Regions from separate parts of the Ovis aries genome. Here region 1 is linked to region 2. Evidence: chromatin contacts called from public Hi-C data. All regions are on one chromosome and are shown on one strand. The core of a region is the stretch at or near the end of the contact, and the rest is flanking DNA. Distances in the headings are between cores, read along the strand shown. Region 1 holds the start of LOC101105290 (histone H4). Region 2 holds the start of LOC101108868.

Evidence for each region. A called contact is a pair of places that touch in the nucleus more often than the background predicts.
Region 1: a contact with region 2 is called in a Hi-C map of hypothalamus, with 4 times the contacts expected there. The contact joins the promoter of LOC101105290 here to the promoter of LOC101108868 in region 2. A contact is called at or near these places in 3 of 16 Hi-C or Micro-C datasets (hypothalamus, liver and skin fibroblasts).

What each region holds. Positions count from the first base shown.
Region 1 is chr20:30,833,871-30,840,912 of ARS-UI_Ramb_v3.0, reverse strand. LOC101105290 (histone H4) reads left to right here and starts at 5,366. Exons shown (of 1, transcript XM_004019327.6): 1 at 5,366-5,931. The coding sequence starts at 5,381. The coding sequence ends at 5,692. H1-6 (H1.6 linker histone, cluster member) reads right to left here. Exons shown (of 2, transcript XM_012101125.5): 2 at 6,611-7,042.
Region 2 is chr20:30,686,533-30,692,911 of ARS-UI_Ramb_v3.0, reverse strand. LOC101108868 reads right to left here and starts at 3,595. Exons shown (of 5, transcript XM_015102565.4): 1 at 3,281-3,595. The coding sequence starts at 3,563. It overlaps TRNAM-CAU (transfer RNA methionine (anticodon CAU)), which reads left to right and starts at 4,479; the gene lies at 4,479-4,550. It overlaps LOC101108086 (histone H2B type 1-C/E/F/G/I), which reads left to right. Exons shown (of 1, transcript XM_004019065.6): 1 at 1-397. TRNAR-UCG (transfer RNA arginine (anticodon UCG)) reads left to right here and starts at 5,826; the gene lies at 5,826-5,898.

The DNA of each region.
Region 1 (7,042 bases), core at 4,117-6,616, 150 kb before region 2:
TTCTGAATAATTTTCTAAGCTGTTTACTCATATATATGAGGGATACATATAGTCTGCCTTAAGCAGATGCTTCTATAGCTTCTATTTCTTGGCTGGATGAAATTGTATTCTCAGTAAAGTCTTCTTTAGCATGAATATTTCCTGAAAGTAATTTTTTTTTTTTTAGCTAATAGTTATTGAGTACTTACTAGATGCCAGGCCTTATTCTAAATGTTAATTTAATTCCTCTGAAGAATACGGTGACATGTATGCTCTTGTTATTCTGTTACCCTTATTTTGTTGTGTAGAAACCAAGGCACAGAGAGGTTAGTGAACTTGCTGAAGGTTACACAGCTGGAAAATGATCATGCTGATTTTTTTTTTTCCAGCTAGCCTGGCTCAGAGTCAAATTCCTAACCAATACACAATATCTCTCTCTGAGTCAATAAAACATGTGCTTGATGCCACTGCATCTTTTTATGATACTCCTTTAAGTAACCATTCTAATGCCTAGAGACCATACTTTGGATATTTCTGAATGAGAAGAGGACCAGTTTTAACATTTCAGAATGTTTTTTTTCACACAGGCCAAAATTTCAAGAAATATTCTACTCTTCATATTAACATATTTATTAACTCTGGCCTGTTAATTTTTTAAATAACCACTTATAAAATCTCAATTTTATATAATTTTTCATAAATATTTGGGACCTTTATTTTCTTTTCACATACAAAATTCTAACTATCAATTCACATTTCTGTTTATTCTCTTTATCATTCAGGGAGTATCACAGTTTGGGTAGCCTTGAAGCACATGTGAATCATTTCTTCACCAGATTTGGGTAGAAAGTATTGCTATTTTTTTAAAAAAATCAAATTCTGGCTTTTGACCCAAAGATTCTAAAATAGAATTTTGCTGTTTTCAGTGCATTTGGTGGGGCGCTGAGCATAATACCAATACTTGTATAAACTTCAATGAAAGTCTTGTCAGCTAACCTTACTCTGCAAGTGCATGAAGTAGCCCAGATTTTATTCTATAAACAGAGTGACCACATGACATTTTCGTAAAACAGTCAGCAAGAAACTTGGATAATGCCAATGGAGCTTCACTCAGTGTGTAGGAAAGCATCTATTTTAAACATAGGTGTAACAAAGATCTTTCCTTTGTGTACTTTTGGGTTCACAGTTTCCACTGCTAAACAAATGCAAAATCCTTTCTTTGTGCTTTGCGTGTGTGATTAAGAAAGTATTCCATGGAATTTTAAAAATCAAATTTAACTACAAATGTGTTTATAAAAATTTTGAAACAATTGTTTAAGACAGGATAATATTAGAAACTTGCTTGTCCAAATAGCATTTTCTTCAGTAGGTCAAAACGTGTTAGGAATATTTAGAGGAGAAAGCCCACACAGGACAGCAGGCCTAAAAAGTGCAAAGGCCAACAACTTTTAAAAAAGAGTTTGAACTAAAGAGAAAATGCAGGGTGATTAGGACTTGGGGCTTTGACTGCCATCACCCAGGTTGAATCCCTGGATGGGAAACTGAGATCCTGCAAGACATGCGGTGCAGCCAAAATGGAAAAAATAAAATCAAATAAAGAGGGAAAAGTAAGAACATTTTCTTAAAATGGTAAGGAGAGGAAATGAGGAAAATAGGGAGAGACACAGTAGATGTATATTATGGAACCAAAAACACACCAATGGGAATGACAGGAAAAATGAATAATTAGAAAATAGGTCATACCAAAGTAAAAATTAGTTGACTGAAAAAGAGAAATGCATTGAAGACTTAAATGGGAAGGAGATAAATCAGCCAGCAGCGAGAGAAGCCCCAGACCAGGAGTGGTATTCCCAAATGCCTGCATCTCACTACTGTCAAGTTATAAATCCCTGGCAGGCAAGCGAAATGAGGTGAGATTGTACTTATGCATTTCCTGAACTATAACATTGCTCAAAACTATCTCTACCAAGGGATTCCTTTTTACTAAAGTGCAATTATACCCTGAAAAGTGTTGATATATGCTGGTAGTTTTCAACCCTGGCCAACTATCAGAATTGTCTGTTGAATTTATATATTCCATGGAATGATATGAGCAGTGAAAGTGAAAGAAAGTCGCTCAGTCGTGTCCGACTCTTTGGGACCCCGTGGACTGTAACCAACCAGGCTCTTCCGTCCATGGGATTTTCCAGGCAAGAATACTGTAGTGGGTTGCCATTTCCTTCTCCAGGAGATCTTCCCGACCCAGGGGTTGAACCCGGGTCTCCCGCATGGTAGGCAGGCGTTTTACCATCTGAGCCACCATGGAAGTCCATTATCATTATGGAATGATATGCATAAATATAAATATATATATTCCTGAACTCTAGTATTTTGACTGAGTTTGTAATAGGTGGTTCTGAGCATTTTATCTTTTTAGAAGATGTTTGATTAACATCACTGTTTTATTTGTTGAAATATTTAATGTATCCACTTAGCCACAACTTGCTTGCAAGGTTTTAATTTGTAGGGTCTTGGTCACATAAATGGGGTTCTGTGATGCTAGGTTCACTGGGAGGATGAGGTCCAGGTGACCCACTCTCTTCCAAGCCACAGGACCAAATAACACCTGGCTCCTAGAGCAGGATACATTTTTAACATAAATCTATATGTGTATACCTTTTAAATGAAGAAGGAATTCATAGGCCTGGACTCCATCTTAGGCCTGTTCATGCTGATCATGCTCAGCCACCTTTCCAATGACTCTGAACTCTATTTAGTACCTATGAAAACAACAACAGAAGGATAAGACCCCCTCCAGACAGGGGAACCTTGAAGATCATATCTAGGTTACTTATCGCCTAAGAGAAAACATACACTAATCACCCCTTCCTCCAGACAGGCCATAAATTTTTCTGTATCTATCGAAGTGTAACCTCAGATTTATTGATTATTGGCTAATTGTTTGACTGTTTGAGCACATGAGCACATAGCACGTGAATGATGGGGTTATCGGGACTATATTTTCCTTGGTTTATGTAAGTCTCAAGGAATTTGGAGTGGTGGGTTCAGACACATACACATGGGGTATAAAAGATTTTCACAAATGCTGGTCAGGGTCCTTGGCTAAGGGGAGACTCTGCCTTGGGCCCGCTGGTGTAACAAACTGCACTTCACTATCTGCATTGTCCTTCTGAGTGAGTTTGTTTTCTGGAATGCGTGGCTACAACATAAATATTTCTGTTCTGACAGTCATGGCTTTTTGAGTCAATGTTCATTGAGAAAAGCTTAGAAAAGAAGAAATTGGGAAAAGAAAATAAGAAAAAAGTAACTATATTGTACCTTCATGAATTAAAAAGCATGTGCAGATTTCATGTTTACATATGAACTCTGACCTCATACTTTTCCTCTGTAATGTTTGACATTTCTTCCTAGCTAAGTCGCCTTTATAAGGTGCAGGTTCATAGTGGGAGAAGGTGTTGAAAGGCAGGAGTCCAAAAACTCTCAATTTGGGGCAGAAAAATGCAACCTCATCTAATTATTTTAGAAGTGATATAAACCCTGTACCATGCAGAGCTTTCCTGCCCTCTCCTGAGTCTTTCCTCTCCATTGCTGAGTCTCTTCTCCCTTTTTGCCTAAGTCTGATGTTACAGTGTAAGGCCATATTCTCATTCTAAGTCTCACCAATAGACATTTATCAATTAACCAGGATTGGGGTGGGGGTGGGGGAGAGAAGTCTTTTTCAATTTAAATAGAGTGACTCTTACTGTGAAAATTTTCAAAACCTGCAACTGGAAACTAAAGAGAAACTTTTTGATTGAGAAGTCCTTCTCAAACCATACTCAGATCCAATTCTGTTCTATTTTGCTTAAAAACAAACAAAAAACCCCAGGGACTGGCCTGTCCATAACCCTCTGTAATCTAATCAAAAGCCTCCCAGGTGAGGGCCCTGTAGGCTTAGAAATGACCTTAATCAAGTATTAGCCCCATCCTCCTATTAATCCCCAACTCTACAAAACATCGGGAGAAGGCACCCCACTCCAGTACTCTTGCCTGGAAAATCCCATGGACGGAGGAGCCTGGAAGGCTGCAGTCCAGGGGGTCGCTAAGAGTCGGACATGACTGAGCGACTTCACTTCACTTTTCACTTTCATGCATTGGAGAGGGAAATGGCAACCCACTCCAGTGTTCTTGCCTGGAGAATTCCAAGGACGGCGGAGCCTGGTAGGCTGCCGTCAATGGGGTCGCACAGAGTCGGACACGACTGAAGCGACTTAGCAGTAGCAGCAGCTACAGAACATGTGTTCTTGTCTCTAAAACTGAAGAAGATTGAGAAAGGATTAATGGAAAAGAGAAAGGAACTTTTAAGAATTGAAGCCCAATTAGACAGGTGCAGAAGGCCAGGAAGAGGGTCCAGGGGCAACTATTACTGAAGCTTACCTTCAAGTTCCTTCTCTCACATGTATTTGCCGAAAGAGTCACGCAGTACATGTTTGAATGGAGAAATTTGCAATTGTTTTTCTATTTTTTTAGTCTTTTCATACACAGGCGTTTTAGTACCAGCGCCTCTTCATCGCCAGGCTTAGAGTTTGTCTTATTAAAATGCGGCCTTTAAAATTGAAACATTAAAAGAATTGAAAGGGAAAGTCCCGTCAGCTATAATACTATGTTCCTTTACATATTACTTTCACGTTCCCCAAGGGACCATTATCTAATTTATTAGTTTTGCTTGCTCATACTCAGTCGTGTCCGACTCTGCGACCTCATGGACTGTAGCCTGCAAGGTTCCTATGTCCATGGGATTTCCCAGGCAAGAATGCTGGAGTGCGTTGCCATTTGCTCCTCCAGGGGATCTTCTCCATTCAGGGATAGAACCCGCGTCTCCTGCATTGGCAGATGGATTCTTTACCACCGAGCCACCTGGGAAGCCCTAATTTGTTAGTTACCGAGCTATGATTGAAGGCAGAAGGGAAGGACGAGATGGTTGGATGGGATCACATATTCAATGGACATGAATTCCAGCAAGTTCAGGGAGATGGTGAAGGTCGCAGAGTCGGATACGACTGAGTGAATGAACAACAGCAACAAAACGTTATGAAAAAGAAATTTGAAGTGGAGCTCTTTGCTCCATGTCCTTGAGCTGCTAAGAAAACACTCAACCTGCAAATAGGCACAGGAAAAAAGTGCAAGACAAAAGAGAAACTAAAGCTTTCATTCGATTGAAGGCCACCTCCCCTGCCAGGAGCTCACTGAAGACCGAGGTTTCCTGACCAATGAAAACACTGAAATGTTAATAACCCCCTCCTTGCCCCACCCCCTGATGACCTAATTTGGAAAAGCCGCCTGAGTATGCTGTTTTCAATCAGGTCCGCTAGAATGCTATTTAAAGGGCAGTGTCAAAGCTGCAGTTATTTCGACAGCAGTCATGTCTGGCCGTGGGAAGGGTGGTAAAGGTCTTGGTAAGGGGGGCGCTAAGCGCCATCGGAAAGTCTTGCGGGACAATATCCAGGGTATTACTAAGCCAGCTATCCGACGTCTGGCTCGTCGTGGAGGCGTCAAACGTATCTCCGGTCTTATCTATGAAGAGACTCGTGGGGTGCTGAAAGTGTTTCTGGAAAACGTGATCCGGGACGCGGTCACCTACACAGAGCACGCCAAGCGCAAGACTGTTACCGCCATGGACGTGGTCTACGCGCTCAAACGTCAGGGCCGTACCCTTTACGGTTTTGGTGGTTGAGCAAAGCATCTACTTGGAACGTTTACAAAAACTAAAAGGCCCTTTTCAGGGCCGCCCAAATGTTCGCTAAAGAGCTGTTGGACGATACTGAGATGTAAGGAAGTATTTTAAGTGTGAAAGGGAGTTGGCTTAACGCAGTTTCATATACTTCTAGGGGTTGGGAAGTATGACTTATTCATAATGGAAATAGGATTTTAGGCGCGGTAAAACAAACAGCAATAAAAATACTTGCCCTTAAGTTTTGTGCATTTCGATATTCAGCTTTCAAACTGGTTGGCTAACGGTTTTAATGGCGCAAAGTTTAGCATTATCGCCCACACAACACATAGCTATGTAAATGAGGGCTCTTTGCGGACAAGCTTTCATTGGCCGATTATCACTGTGGTGGAAAAAAAATCCGCTACGTTACAAAGCTGGTTTCCTGTTAGCTAAGGCATAGAGCTTCATAAGGGTATCTGGAACAATCCGATTTATGCCCGGCTCTGAAGGGCGCTGGAACAAAGGCACAGAGTGGTCTAACCGGTTCCGCACAGGTTTGTGTGGTGCTTGGCAGTCGGCCCACTGCTGGGTGGGATGAAGCCAGCCTCCTTTGTCTCGGGTACAGAAAATGGGCTCAACTGCCTTTTTTGGCAAGTGAAGAATTTTCCTTCACTATCCCAACTCCGTAAAACAGTGGCCACTTTACCCAAAGTTCTGAGCTGTGGCTGATTGAATACAAATTGAAACTATTGTGTTTAGTTACTTTCCATACAGGAAATAATTTTTCTTCAGAGGTCCGATTATACAAATGAATTCAGACAGTATATGTCCTAGTGAATCATCTGTAGAACATGGCTGTGTGCGAAACTGCTAAAATTACATAGTTTTAAATTGACTTTGTTCGAAGTCGCCCCAAATACCAAGGCCCAAAACAAGATGAACAGTATAAATGTGTTATTTACGAGGAACTTTAAATAAGGCTAAATTACAAATTAAGTAAAAACAAACTAAATTGTTCAAAGTGAAAAAGATGCTTTTCCTAATACAAGCATAAAGGTTACATTGAGCCTCCAACATCTCTATACATCGTTTAACATTTTTCAGCCTGTGTAGGGCAATATGAACAAGACTCACTCTCTTCACTGACAACCACAATTATATTGACTGTATTACAAAATCAAATTTTAATACATGTGCTTAACATATAGAAAATAATCTGCTTTCATAGTAACGAAGACAAAATTTTCAATATTCTTGCAAATTGTAAAACGAAAACGTTTGATTTACAAAAAATCACAGTGGAAAGATGTTTAAATAAGTAAAAAAAAAAACTTCCCACTAACCCAAATTGAGACCTTGGTTTCCCTACAT
Region 2 (6,379 bases), core at 2,346-4,845:
CAATTGTAAACGTGGTTTCCTTGCTTTACCGGGAAGAAAATGTCCAAGTAGAATCTGCTTTTTATGGAAAAGGACACTACTTAAATCTGCATAACAACATCCTGGTTACCTCTGAAAACAAGTGACTACCTACTCCCAAGATGTTTTTTTTTTTTTAATCTGAAGATGGTATTTTAAGGTAGTGGCTCAAGGCATTTTGTAGTCTTCTCAGGTTTACTGGGGATCTCCAGTGTAGAGAGGAGGTAATACAAATTAGGTGTTTCGGTTTGTCTTTCCCTGTTAATGTATCTTGTATCAATTAGACCAAACAAAGAATATGGAAAGAAAGAAGGGAAAATTTTTTCTCCCTATATCTACACAGACTTTTGTGAACATTAAATGTTACTACATTTTATAATAGTGCTTGTGAAGGAAATTCCCTAAAGCCTACATATAATTAAAGCATTTCTCACTTTCCAAGGTTAATTGTAAATACAGTTTAAAACAGTGTATTCTGGAAAACAAATACGTACATTTAAGAAATAGATAAGCATGGTTAAAGGAGAAATCCCCCATTGCATTTAGCCTCTTTGACCGCTAAATTTGAACATGGTACTTAAACCCTTTGTGAGCATTTCCTTACCTCTAAAATGGGAATAATAATTAACAACTACTATGTGACATGGCTGGGGTGATCAACAAAAGAGCCCTTAGGGTGGTGCTGGCACAGAGTCCCCTAAAATATTAGCTGTTGCTAAAGCAGCTAGTTGAAGTTCCGGGAAGTTGCCCTCAGGTCTGCCCACTTTAGAATCTCAGAATTCTGAGGCCTTAAACAAGGCAGTGAGCTGTAAAGACTACTAGCATTTAACACCAATTAGAATTCCTTGTCTGGCATTGGGAACAATACAAACCGCTTCTAACAGGCCTGCCCCTGTTGAAAAAACAATTCTCTTCACTGAACTGTTTTGAGGACATCTTAGTGCCTGTGACTCTTAAGTCTTCCCTGCCTTTGATGGCTAGTTCAAGCAACATATGTGTCATTTTCCAGGGAATTTTCTCGTGCCTCACTAGGATTAGAAGTATCTTTTAAATAGTCAGATGTGTTGGGTTCCCAGGCCATAAGCAAACTACTCACCTCCATTTGCCTCTCAAACTTGGTCTCTTTTTTCTCCACACTCCCTTGGCCTCCCTCTGCCCACCAGATAACTTCCTTGCTACCTCCAGTCTTTGCTACTTAGTCCTCCTTCCATTTGGAGCTTTACTTTCTCAATCTTTTTTCCCCAAGCATCACTTACAAGTAAAGCCTTCTGGTGATGCTGGTTTAATCACTACATCATGTCTGACTCTTGTGACCCCATGAACTGTATCCCACCACGATCCTCTGTCCACAGGATTTCCCAGACTAGCATACTGGAGTGGGTTGCCATTTCCTTCTCCAGGGTATCTTCCTGACCCAGGGATCAAACCCACATCTTCTGAATTAGAGTCAGATTTTTTCCCAAAATCTTCCTATGTCATTTAAAGTACCATCTCCTTCCTCTACACTATACAGTTTTTCCCAGCTTCAGTTTTGTTCATAGCACCATCTAACAAACTGTTTTACCTGTTTTGTCTGTGCCCCTTCCAACAAAATATAAGCTCCATGCACTTAGAAATACTGTTTTGTTCACCGTTGTTCACTGCTATAATTCCATAGTATCGAACAGTGCCTGGTACATGCCATGCGCTCAATTTTGTTTGTTAAATTAACATCATCGTATGAATTTATCTCCTCAAATCAGTGCCTTAGCTCCAATAACATCTGATTCTTTCCATATTTAAACACCAGAGCCCATATCTTTAAAAGAGATCGCATTGCAAATGACTCCACTGATTTCTGGCTTTCAAAGTATCACCCTACAAACTACTTGCCGGCCATAAGGAGGAGAAATCAGATTTTACGAAGAAACTATTAATAATTATCCTAAACCAATGACTGACCTAGAACCTACAAAATCCCCTTAACAAGTGACCCTGATGTACAATAGTATTTACATACAATGATCTATAACCTGTTCCTTGACAAGAAAATTAATGTTATTTCAGTCAAATCTAGGGAAAAATCACTTCTACTCTGTAGGTCATACAGGGTCCAGAAACCAAGGAAGATAACCCCATTCAGGAAACAAGCCAAACCAGGACATTTTATAGGCCAGGTCTACATCAAATCAATGTCAAAAAACTAAGTGAGATTCAGGAGAAAACTTGTATCAATGCATTAAGAGACCTGAGACAGAACAAAAGGGAAGATTGGATCTCCCTCTGAATGAACCAGATCTCTAAGACATTTAAGGTATAACAGGGATTTGTTCATGTGCACCGACTATTAGGTATTTAGGCAGTGAGTATACCGGTAACTTTTTAAAGCAAACAAAAACAATGCATACTTCCTTTGAGGTAAATAATCCTGATGTCTGTATAGTACTTTTTTAAATGTTCACTTAATCTTAAACCTAAGTGCCATTCATGTTGCTCATTTAAAAACATACTTCCTGTCGACTTTTTAAAATTTTTCAAACAGGAATTCAGACTATAGTGTCCTCTATACCTAATACATGGTAGCTCTCCCGGCGGGTCCATTGTAATTGTTCCCCCAATGCATGGGTACAAGTTTTAGTCAGCAGAGCCCAGCAGCAGCGCCACACACCAGCCGAGCCCAGGAGCGCGCCCCCGCTGAGGGGAAGACCCGCCCTACTCGTGAATTCGCCTTTGTTCCGAGTCGCGCTTCCCGCCGCGGGCGCGGGCTTTCTTTGTTCCTCTGCCTCGCCGCCATCTTGAGCACAGGGCACCGCCGGGGGAGAACCAGGCGTCGCTACATCGCGGTGAGTGTAAGCCGACTTCTAATACGCAAGTACCGCGGATACTCGATTCCAAATTCGAAATATCCCAGAATTAAAGAAATCTTCCTGGGGTAAAGTCTCATAAAACTTAAATGCGCCGAAGTTATTTTTAAAGCCACAGTGAACTTGCATCACTCTAAAACTTCCGTGCTTTCAATCATGTCTGACTCTGCAATCCTACCCATGGTATTATCTTGGCAAAAATACTGGGGTGGATTGCCATGCTATTCTCCACTGGTAGATTCCGAGAGGTGGGCTTTGTTTAGCGGAAACTGAGCATGTGAGATATCCCTTGAGCAACAGCAAGTGCTAGCCAGCTCTTTCATCGAAACATGTGGGCGGCCCTGAAAAGGGCCTTTGGTGGAAATATTAAGAACGCCGAAAACTGGCAGCTTAACCGCCAAAGCCGTAGAGGGTGCGGCCCTGGCGTTTCAGCGCGTAGACTACATCCATGGCTGTGACAGTTTTGCGCTTGGCATGCTCGGTGTAGGTGACGGCGTCGCGGATCACATTTTCCAGGAACACCTTCAACACCCCGCGGGTCTCCTCATAGATGAGACCAGATATACGCTTAACTCCTCCACGCCGGGCCAGACGACGGATGGCGGGCTTGGTGATGCCCTGGATGTTATCGCGAAGAACCTTGCGGTGACGTTTAGCGCCACCTTTTCCAAGGCCCTTCCCGCCCTTGCCGCGTCCAGACATGATAGAGCTGCCAAGGGAACTTCCAAAACAGCACCGACAAAGCCGCGGCAATTCCCTTATATGAGCGGATTCCGGACCGAAGTGAGAACCGAAAGCGCTTTCGCGGGCACATTCATTTAGCCTGCCAGCCCGCCCCTCCCCTCGTGACCCAGTTCTGGGTGACGTCACGACAGCTTAGTCCCCGCCCACCGAGCGGGCCCTTCGCTGAGGATTCTCCGGTGAGTCTTCCATCCCTAAGCAGGAATTTTCGAACGCAATTTGAAACTGGGTCAGACTAAAGAAATTAACATTTTTTACTTATTTTCTTTTGCTGCTTAGGATGCTTTGGGACGGTTGCACTGGAGCCTTGGCCCACATGACCGGAACAGCTGTAACCTTCGTTGGAAATGAGGGCCCGGCTTTACCTCCACGTTTATGGGGCCTTCAGCACTGCTGCTCCGTCCCGGTAACAAAACCCCTTCAAATCGAAACACCCTTCCAGAGGAATTTAAAAGCTTCAAGACCTCGCCTTTTCTTTCACCAAGCCAAGGGAAATCTAACCAAAAGATTTTTTCCCCAAAGGCGAATACCTATGGTTGGTTAGCGATTCTCCGGTAGAAATCTCGGCAGCCGCGCGAACCAAAGTTCCTTTCACGTTTTATTTTCATTTTCTTCTCTGATTATTAAAACTTGTGATTCTGATTTAATTATCTAACCGTTCCTCCTGCGCTCAGTAACTTAACTCCGTATTAATGTTTACTTTTCTACTTGTTTTCTCTGATTCTGATAGCGACATTAATCCAAACTCTTCCCATCGTGTAGCCAAAGTATAGAAATAAATACCCCTCCCCGCCCCCGCCCTTACAGTTTTCTAAAGTTAGAGGCGTGCTTCCTAGTACAGTTAAGGGTATTATTAGTAAGGCGCATAAGTTGTAAAGCAGAGTGGCGCAGCGGAAGCGTGCTGGGCCCATAACCCAGAGGTCGATGGATCGAAACCATCCTCTGCTAGTATCAGCTTTTTCTGAACTGCTAGAAAATACCCTGAAAATAAGTATGAAAACCGTTTCCGTGATTTCTTCTGCTAAAGTAACCGTGTTGTTATTGTCTCCAGTTTTCATGACAGCGTTCATTGTCTTGTGATGCTGTGAAAGTGCTGAATTAAGAGAGATGGAGTGGAAGCCCAGATCTTGTTATGCTTCCTTCTATTCATAATCCAGAAAGCACTGTTTGTAAGAAATTGAGACCTTGTAGTTAAAGTGACAAACTAAAAATCTCCTGGGCCATCCCTGCGCAGATTCTTTGCAACTACTAGAGTTTTAATCTTTGGAGTAAATAAGTAACTCTTTGAGAGGAGAGTGCAGAGTTTGGTGACCTTAATTGTACGCTGACCTCAGAAGACCACTTCCGCCGCTATTGTAAATGTCTTTACCCTCTACCTTCCTTTTCAACCTCTAACAGAACTATTCTCTATGCTTATTTTTTAAATATATGTGTGTACTGTTTTATATATTTTTTCCTCTCTCAGAAAGGATTCCTATTCAGATATTTATGTTACATACTGTGCTAGGAACTAAGAAAACTCATTAAGTAGCCTACATCGTAGATATGCTTTTAAAACAATATGTAACTGTACAGTACACGTGTGTGCAGTACAGATATTTCTTTAAAAGATTGTACACTAAGTGCAACGGGGGAAAGGGAAAATGATGTTTCCAGTAGTCCTATGACCACCCAGTAGTTGGTGATTCGCTGGAAGGATTCACATGAATCAAGATATATCCAAGGTTAAGATTTATTACAGCAAAGAAAAAAAGTGTAGACACAAAAAGGAAAAGATGTACACAAGCAAATACTAGAGAAGCCTACCTTGTCCTCCATCTTCAAGGATGACATGGACATTCTTTCTTACTTGAGTGGAAAAGTCATGAAAAGAAAGACATCAATCATGCTCAAAAATCATTTTGGCTGAATTTCCAGGCCAATAATTTTCTCAAAGATAAGAGAGTCTCCAACAAGGCTGTGCATATGCAACATTTTGGCATCCTTTATGTGCCATATACTCCCTCTATGGAGTACCCAAGACCGAAATAATTGTCAGTTCTTCTCTTTCACAAGGCGGTACTCCTTGGCCCCAAATAACCCCTGTAATCTCGAATTTTCATTTTTCTAAAGATAGGGCGCGGGTGGCTCGGGGACAGTTGCCTTTTTGACATTAAGTAGCTTTCACGATTCAGGAGGAGACAGAAAATTTACTAAGTGTCTCAGGAGACCTGTGTCCTTGGAGACCACGTGGCCTAACGGATAAGGCGTCTGACTTCGGATCAGAAGATTGAGGGTTCGAATCCCTTCGTGGTTAGTTTGACTTTTCACTTCAAAGCTACAACCTCTTCTCTGTTAGTCCTGAGTTCCGGCTGCTGGAATCTGTCACTGGTTTCCACTCTTCTCCTGTCTTTTCCATCTGAACTTCTTTTTATTCCTTTGGTTTTATTGTCAAAAGGATGAGAACAGGTTTTATTCAAGCAGAAATTACAGAACAAAATATTAAGGTCATTAGAAGAGCTGGACTGTTTGCAAAGTGTATGCAAACAGGAAGGCAGAGAAGATAACCACAAAAAATATACAAAAACTTGTTTCTGCACCTAAATAACTGAATTTAATAATAAGTTAGGATGAAGAAAACTTAATTTCCAATGTCGAGTACTTAGTGAAACATATGATGTTCCCAGATTCAAATCATATGGAGGCTTAGCTCTTTTCTATTAAACATATTCCTCTTTCTCTGTTTTTTAGAAACAATAGAAGAGATTAGCACATTTAAAATTATCTTTTGCGTGGGA